Regions from separate parts of the Mus musculus genome. Here region 1 is linked to region 2. The links are chromatin contacts, called in public HiChIP or PLAC-seq maps. All regions are on one chromosome and are shown on one strand. The core of a region is the stretch at or near the end of the contact, and the rest is flanking DNA. Distances in the headings are between cores, read along the strand shown. Region 1 overlaps Evi5 (ecotropic viral integration site 5). Region 2 holds the start of 4930428O21Rik (RIKEN cDNA 4930428O21 gene).

What was found. HiChIP or PLAC-seq counts read pairs in DNA pulled down with a chosen protein or histone mark.
Region 1: a BATF HiChIP or PLAC-seq map of CD8 T cells shows a contact between it and region 2, with 61 read pairs. The contact joins the enhancer-like site here to the promoter of 4930428O21Rik in region 2. A contact is called at or near these places in 2 of 15 datasets of contacts at CTCF or cohesin (CD8 T cells and large pre-B cells), 12 of 484 Hi-C or Micro-C datasets (the C10 cell line, CD4 T cells, CD8 T cells and 7 more) and 6 of 115 datasets of contacts at active chromatin or transcription factors (CD8 T cells, bone marrow-derived dendritic cells, double positive thymocytes and 3 more).

Annotation. Positions count from the first base shown.
Region 1 is chr5:107,777,500-107,782,012 of GRCm38.p6, reverse strand. All of the region lies in intron 18 of Evi5 (ecotropic viral integration site 5), which reads left to right. Among named protein-coding and RNA genes, the nearest start is that of Gm42147, 38 kb to the right of the region's middle. Within about 2 kb of position 2,527, at least 10 of the 459 cell types and tissues checked have an H3K27ac peak or open chromatin away from gene starts, as enhancers often do. A contact at or near this core is called in CD8 T cells and regulatory T cells, where this site is marked.
Region 2 is chr5:107,702,180-107,706,277 of GRCm38.p6, reverse strand. It overlaps 4930428O21Rik (RIKEN cDNA 4930428O21 gene), which reads left to right and starts at 2,798. Exons shown (of 3, transcript NR_045871.1): 1 at 2,798-2,868; 2 at 3,705-4,029. RefSeq lists an enhancer at 1,888-4,098.

The sequences.
Region 1 (4,513 bases), core at 1,278-3,777, 76 kb before region 2:
AAAAAAAAAGGAAAAAGAAAAGCTTGCATGTGTGGATGTGCACTGCATGCATGCCTCCTGCCCCCATGCCAGAGGAAGGTGCCAGCACCCTTGATGTGGAGTTGGGGAGGGTTGTGATCCACCTGGTGTGAGTCCCAGGGACTGAATGCGGCAGGGTCTTCTGCAGAGCGGTGAGTGCTTTTAGCTGCTGAGCTCTCTCCAGCCCTCAACATTCCAGTTTTAATTACTACACTTAAAGCTGCTTTATTTGTCTATTTATATATAGCTTTAAAATAAATGGATTCTTAGGATACATAAAAGCATAATTGAATATATTTATGGAGTACTATGTGATGCTTCCAATTACGTGTATGCTATGCTCTGTATGTTGTTTAAATCAGGTTAAACACAGCTGTTTTCTCATACATTTATTTGTTCATTTTGAGATAGGGTCTCAAAAGCCCCAGATTATAATTAAAACTCGGGACCCCATGTGTGCACATTATGACTGTTGGCATCACAGGCCTACTTCACTGTTCCTGAAACATGGTCTTTCTTTTTGGTGGAAATTTTGAGTGACATTCCTTTAGGTTTGGAAAGTACACAGACTGTTTTTATTATCTGCAATAGCACACAGGGATTTTGTACTTCTTCTTACCTAATATCTTCCTTTTTCTTTCTTCCCCTCCCTCTCTTCCTCTTTCCCTCCTCTGTCTGTTTTAGGGATCAAATCTTGGGTCTCAAGCTTGCTAGACAAATACTCTGCCACTGTTGTATCCTCATCCTCCCCACTTTGGCTAGGGCTTCAAATTCACTAGAGGTAGCCTTGAACTCCTGATCCTCCTGTACCTTCCAAGGGCTGGGATCATAGGCATTAACCACAGTACCAGGCCCTTCATCCTTGATTTTTTTTCCTATTTTTAACTTTGCTATTTACTGGAGTGTCTGTGTGTATGCATGTGCATGCCATTGCCAGCAGACACCAGAGGATGGTGTTGGATTCCTCCAGCTAAGCAAGCTAATTTTTGTGCTGCATAAAATCCTGTTTCAACATTTTGTTTATGGACTTAATGTTTTTGGAAATATACTTCATACTGGCAACTTTGATTATTCTAGCACACCAATAACAAAAATACTAGTAGCTGGCACTTCTGGACACAGAACGTGCCCAGCAGTGTCCTCATCACAGCAGCCATCTAAGACAGGAATTGACTGGTATCATTATGTTTGGAGAACCTGAGACATAGAGATTTGGACGTGAGTTGATATTTATAATAGAACCCACACTTTAGTTCTTTTCAATTAAAAATGTTTCATTAGTACTAGAACATACTGCTAGGGTAGTTAAATTGTTTTTATAGTAGATTAGATTGTCTCCTTTAATAACTCCTTTATGTGCATCGTTCACTTCTATTCCTTTCCCATCAGGACAGTTCTCATTCTTAGCTTCCTTTTAGACATGATTCCCTTTCCTTGGGTGTCATAGGCTGTGCCCAGACCACAGTGTCACACAGCCTTTGGAACCTTCCTTCCTACTTCACTAGTGTTTCTCCTTTGACCTCCTCAGTTATCAGTGTGAGTGGCGCAGCACAGCCTACTGTGCGCTTGTCCTTCCTGCGCCCCCTGCTCTGCAGCTCCGTCACACGTCCCACACCACTGTGGCCAGGACATGGTTTTCAGGGTCTTTTTGTCCCACTTATGTGCATCCGAAGTTCACTGTGAGGAAGAACTGGTACTTGGTTTCATTATTTCCAACATCAACATATAGTAATAGTCAAAACATTCTTATTTATTGAAGTGAAAATGAATACGTTTATTTCTTGAAATGCCATTTTGATCTTAAATGTTCCCATTTAAAAGATATGAAAAAGTGGTTAAATTATAAATTTAAGTGGAGTGTTAACTTCAGTTCATCCAAAATTTGTGGAGTATCTATGACATGCCTATTACTATTCAAACCACTACCTGGATTAGTAAACAATTCAGAAATATCTCCTTATTTAGCTTAATGTTAGACAGAATAGTTTGGTGAACAACTCTCACAGTATGTAGTTTAGATGATGAAAGTCATGGTGAAAGAATAGAAGAAAAAGAAGGTGCTGAAATAAGACTATTGCTCCCTTACTAATGTAACCAGTAAGGCTCATTGGGAGGGACATTTAAACAAGGCTTTGAAGGCAGACAGGCAGGGCTGGAGGACTCAATGGTAAAGAGCACGTGCTGCTCTTCCAGAGGACCCTGACACCTTTGACATACATACACACATAATTAAAGTAGGACAGGCAGATTTGGGCAAAGAATTCACTGCTAAGAGTAAGGACAAAGGCCTATCCAAAGTAAAGAGCAAATGGGAACAGTCTCTGGATGGCTTTGACAAGAGAGGAGCAAGTCTGAGAAATAATTAGGACCTGTTACACAGAACCGAAGAACTTTGGCTTTTCTCTGAGCAACATGGAAAATCACTGAAAGGTTCTGAGTATATCAGAGATGAGCTAGATAACATTTAGCCTATTAAAATGCTTAAATTAAACCTTGTTTAGAGTAATGCTTGTAAGAGTGTGTCATCTTTAGAGTGGTGGGAAATGGCAGAAATCACCTTTTCTCTGTTGGTGTTTTCCACTGCTCTGTGGATCCAAATGTTGTTTGAACCCTGTTTTTACATTGACAATATATAGAATTGTCTCTACTTTTCAAGTAGTGGGACAAGGCATCGAAAAGTTCATTTTAGCTCCGTTGAGGAAAATAGGTGAGAATTAAACCCATGCTTCCTGATTCTTAGTCCTGGAACTGAGTTTGTATTAGGTGATTTAAAAAAAAAAAAAAAAAGCATGTTTGTTGTCTTATCAAAACCACATTAAACTGTGTACTAAGTGAGGCTTTACGTTTGTACTGCTATGTTACAAATAACGGAAAGTTTTCATTTAAAATGGTATGGGTCTACTCAAACCTAACTTTGGTACTGTTCCTGGTACTTTGTAACATTTACCCACTTTTGCTAGTTTGCCCAATAGATAACCTCTAGGGATGCCTCAGATGGGCAATACCCCAACCACTCTTGGCTTAGAAAACGCCCACTCACAATTCTGTTCTGACAGAGAATGTGGGATCTAGGTTTAAATCAGTGTGCCCAGAGCAGCCTGCACTTTTGACAGAGATAGAAAGGAAGTGATAAGCTCTTTACTACCACTTTAAAATTTTAATCCTTTTAATGGTGTGAAATTACAGTGTGATTTCTGAATTATGGAATTTACCATAAAGCTTTGTAATTGATTTGTACTTTCCAGCTTCCTAAATTAATAGTTGCACAGTGGGTGATAGTTTATATGCTATGTCGTAGCTGGCAAACTTCTTTCTGTTTGATAAGATTCCATCTGATCCTCAAAGTATATTTCTTTATTGTTTCCCTTTTGAACAACTTAATTAAATTGTAAAATATTTCTCTTTTAGGGCTTTTGCTTCAGGCATTCTAAAATGTAGAAATAGCTAGTTTGTAACTATCTCAACAAAGAGAGCTGGGCATAGGGACTATCCCACCCTGCCTGCTGTCTTGTCATTAGAGTTTGTATATGGCATTTTAGGATCTTCTTCCTGCACACATGTTCCATTGTGGACAGTCTGCAAACACTTGACTAGAGAAGCTCAAAGCCATGAAAAAAGAAAAATACAAATCTGAGAAACTGTTACAGCCAAAGGATCCTAAAGTCATAAATAAATCTATTGCTATGTCTCGGGTCAATGCTTACAACAGAAAAAGCAAGTGGGGAAGTCAGGCCCGGAGCTACAGAAAACAGAGCTGAGTACACTGTGGGCTTCATTCATAATTATGTATCAGTACTGGTTCCTGAATCTTTACAAACATAACTGAAGAATGTAAGATGCTAATGGGGAAAGTGCCTGCTCGGTACATGGAAATACCTTCTCAGTTTTTCTTTAAACCTAAGATTATTTCAAATAATGTCTAATGTAAATTATATCTCATCATTTTTAGAAACTTAGAATTATGTGGAATTTTAAATATCTGTAACAAAAATAATTCACTGCTAGTTAAACTACAATTTATAAGAAACATTTTCTAGCTTTTGTGTCTAAGGCTGATCTTTTCATGTGTACATTTGTCCAATCTTGTCAGAAATGTCACTCTAAAATACTAGTATGTGTTTCTCTTTGTAAGTCAAACTTAGCCATGAAAAAAATGCTAGAAAAATAAGTCTGACTTCTTTTCTTCCTCTGTACTTTTCAGAACACATATCTTATAGATACTCAAATGTGTTTTCATTTTCTTCTGGTTACTAAAAAGACTACTCAAACTTTGTGTTCATAACTTTAAGTTACAGGAAACTGTTTTGAGGATCCATCAGTTAGTTACACACAAGGTTAGTGTGATTTGTTTTTAGATGTTTCAAATGAGTCACCTCAAAGTCATGGAGAGGTTACCACTTACCACATCTTCTGTTCTGATTAACTTTTTTTCTTGGGACTGCGTTGTAAATCAGTAGTAACTTATTAAAGTTAGTGGTTGTTTTCAATGTTTCAG
Region 2 (4,098 bases), core at 1,549-4,048:
TTGGTGGGACTAAGACCCCCCTCCTAACTGACTCTATTCTGATCCTTAGTTGATAGAGCGAGGCCCATCTGTGTTAGAGAGGACATTAGACCTTTGTTTCTATAGCAACTTGAGAATTAATCTCATTTAAAGAGGCCCTCAACAGACACACCCAGAATAATGTTTGACCAACTCTCTGGGAGCCCCGTGACGTAGTCAAGTTGGCATGAAGTTGATCATCATGGCCTTCAAACTGCCAGAGTACTTGTCAGAGCAAACAGTTCGCTAGTTGCTGTAGTGCATGCCTGGAAATCTCAGAGCTTACACAATAAAGTTTATTTCTCAAACATCATGGTGGATTTGGGTTGTGTGCACACAGCTGCGTTCACATGCTTGTCATTGAGAAATCTTGACCTCTTCCTTCTTGTGGTGTTCTAGGGAATTCTGGGAGTCTCTCTTTTCTGGATTTCCTGCATTTGGCTAGCTGATAAATGAAGATAGGAAACATGTAAAGATAACATGGGAGCTCTGTCAAGACTGGGTGGTCCTTGGGTCAGTTATGCTCATAGTCGATTGGGCTGCAATGTGACACTCTGACCCCACTGCAAAGGGGGAAACAAAATGTATCCTCCTCTTGTGCTAAGAAAGAGAAAATTGAACTGGAGAACATGTATTCTCTAACCGAGCTCTAAGTGACTTTTAGAAGGTTCATCCTTTCTGGGTACGTTTCCTTTTTTTTTTTTTGTAAACTGAGGAAGATAGACCAATTGCTCTCAAGGGGACTTTCCAGATCTGACCGTCTAGTTCTGTGATTCTATCCAAACCCTGGCTGGGCCCTGGAAACACCCAGTGCAGAGATTGGCTTTTCCCAGCCTAAGCAGAAAGAACATTGAACAGAGACTGTCTCACCCCACAGGATTCTTTTGGGGTTGCATTGTAGTTTCTGGCCTGATGATGTCCTTCAACACTTTGACCCAGGGCCATAGCGTCTCCCCACTTTTCAGCGTGTGTGAATGTGTAATAATATGGCTGTGACGCGTCTTCTATTTTCTTCTCCCTTTCATGTTGTGAAGAGTGGTGATCCTGTGGGGTGCTTTCTAAGATGTGTTTTAGAGAAGGGTGTTGTAGACACCCTGATCCCAGACAAACCTGGGGAGATCACGATAGGCTGGCTTGTGTCAGAGCAACTGCATTTACAAGTTATCTTCATGTAACTCCTGATCACCTTGTTCCCAGAAATAATGACTCTGAGACTAATTATTTATTAATGAATGCTTAGGCCAATAACCTTGGCCCTGTTCCCTAAATAGCTTGTACCTCAATTATCTAGTTTGTTCTATTAAGTGTGCCACATGGCTGGTTTATTTATCTGTCTCCTCAGAGTTTCCAGGTGAATCTAGTGAGTCTGACTATTTCCCAGAATCCCTCACCCTCTCTGCCGGAACTCCCACCTCCTATTTCCTGCCTCAGCTCATTGGCCATAGGCTTTTTTTTAATTGACAGGTGATGCTCTCATACATTACGTAGAGATTCTCTCTTCACCTTTATTTTCCTGATGATTTTCTTTTATTTACTTTTTTATAACTCAAGATCATGTCTGTCTTGTTTATTACTACATCTCCAGGGTCTTTATCAGTGCAGGTCAGAAAGTAAATACTTCATGAATAAATATTACCGGGGATGGCATGTAACTCTGGTACCATGTGTATGTAGCATGTATAAGGCCCTGGGTTTAGTCTCCACTACCTCTAAAATTTACCTTAAAAGTTCACCTTAAAAGTTCAGAGCAGTTGGAATTCTGGGCATGGGTATGTTAGGAATACATGCATACATTTCTCTACTTATTAATGGTTTTCTTTTGTGTGTAGTGTGTATACATATGCTATACATGTGCACAGATGTTTGTGTGTAGGCGCCTGTGCATGTAGACATCAGAGGTCTGTGTGGACATCTTCTGTTGTTGTCCACTGAACTTCCTGAGACAAGATCTTTCACAGTAAATCAGGAGCTCATTGGTGGCTAGGCTGGCTGTAAGCCTCCATCTCTCCCCCTACACTGGCAGATGCTAACATACCCACTGCACTTTGGAGATGTCTTCTCAGCTCCACTAATGTTTTTAATCTAATCTAAGCCTACACAGCAGACAGAGGGAAGTTTAGAAGAATGAAGAGGCCAAGAGCAGCCATACTTCATGGGCTAGCCTGGGCTTAGGGTCTCAGAAAGGTTAGAAAGGTTAAAACTAAGAGTTTGGCTGCAGTTCCCTCACATCCCAGTGTCTGTGCTGTGAGTTTGAGTCCTGTGTGTATCACATTGCCAGGGCAGGAATGGGCCAGATTGCACTGGAAGGAACAGCAGTTTACTGCAGAATCAAGCAGGAAGAGTGTGGCTGGCTTGTTCTGGTCTCATGATGTGCAGGAATTAACATTTTGTTGTTGTCCTTTGTTTTGATTTGGGTCTTACGTATCCCAGGCTGTCCTCTTTCTCTCACCCCAAGTCCCAGGATTACTGGGTGTGAAGTTCAAGGTTGTATCCTCTGTTACATGAGTTTGAGGCCAGCCTGGACTACTGTTGTGTTCCCGTACCTGCCACTAACTTTATATTATCAAATAAAAAGGAGTCGGATGGCCCAAAGCTCACTGTCCCTGAAACAAAAGGTGTGATAGATCTTTCCTTAGCTGATGTTTTCAGTTTCACTATGACGTTGTCTCTTCGAAACATCTGGTTTCCTCTACTCACCAATCCTACTCTAAAGATTAAACACAACTCAGAAGCTGAATCTGCAGTGAAAAAGAAAAAAAGAGAGATTACCACATCATACACAGCAAGAGCTTCACTGCTGCAAACCAAGTATGGCTCCCACTGTCACCCAGCACTTGGGAGGCTGAGGAGGTAGAGTTTTAGGAAACCTTGGGGAAATGAAAGGCTGGAAGGCTGAGTGCTGAGTAGGCAGGCAGTGGATGGGTCACCATCATTATGCTTGCTACTGGTATCTTTTTAAATTTGAGACAGGCTTTCGTGTAGTCCAGGCTGGCCTCAAACTCATGTAACAGAGGATACAACCTTGAACTTCACACCCAGTTTATATCGCCTCACTTTAGTAACTACTATCACGTAGTAAAAATTTATACCAAGTGACACAGCAGGGATTTGAGTCCTAACTCAAATTACTGGTCTCATTCTTTAAGGTGAGTGAGCACTGATATTCTCAGTTACATTGCGATAGATTTTAACACTGATCAACTTAGGAATAAATGTCACACATTTCAATAAATCTATTCTAGTATATTCTTCCTGTCAAACAGTTCAGAGGGATATTTCAGAAATCAGCTGCTCACTGCTGATGGAATCCCAGAACCATCTGTTTATCACCTAAATTATTCTTACCTGTGTGATGGAGGTAAGGTGCACAGGATTCTCTGTGTCCTTAAAGAAATACAACTGCCTCCAACACCTGGTCCAGCAGTGTGCTGCTGTCCAGAGACAAAAACTCTACTCTCTTTATTCACTGACTTTTCTCTCTGTGTTTGTATGTGTGTGTTTGCATGTGTATGGTTGATGATTTTTTCTCTGTGTTTGTACATGTAATATGTATGTGTGTGTTTGCATGTATGTGGTTGATATGCGTCTGTATGTGCATACATGTGAAGGCTAGAGGTTGATTTCATGTGTCTTTCTTAATCACTCTGACCTTATATAGTGAAACAGGGTCTCTCACTTGAACCTAGAGCCCACGGATTTGGCAAGTCTGGATAGCCAGCTTGTCCCTGGGATCCTCTGCTCCTCCCGCCTGAGATCTAGCACGGCAAGTGGACTGCCACATCTGCCTGTGGACCTCCACCACATCTGCCTGTGGACCACCACCACATCTGCCTGTGGACCACCACATCTGCCTGTGGACTACTACATCTTCCTATGGACCTCCACCACATCTGCCTGTGGACCACCACATCTGCCTGTGGACCACCACCACATCTGCCTGTGGACCACTACATCTGCCTATGGACCTCCACCACATCTGCCTGTGGACCACTACATCTGTCTGGATTTTATGTGAGTTCTGGGGATCCAAACTCTGGCTCTCGTACCTCAGCCCCTAATCCCTGATTCTTAAACCAGAAA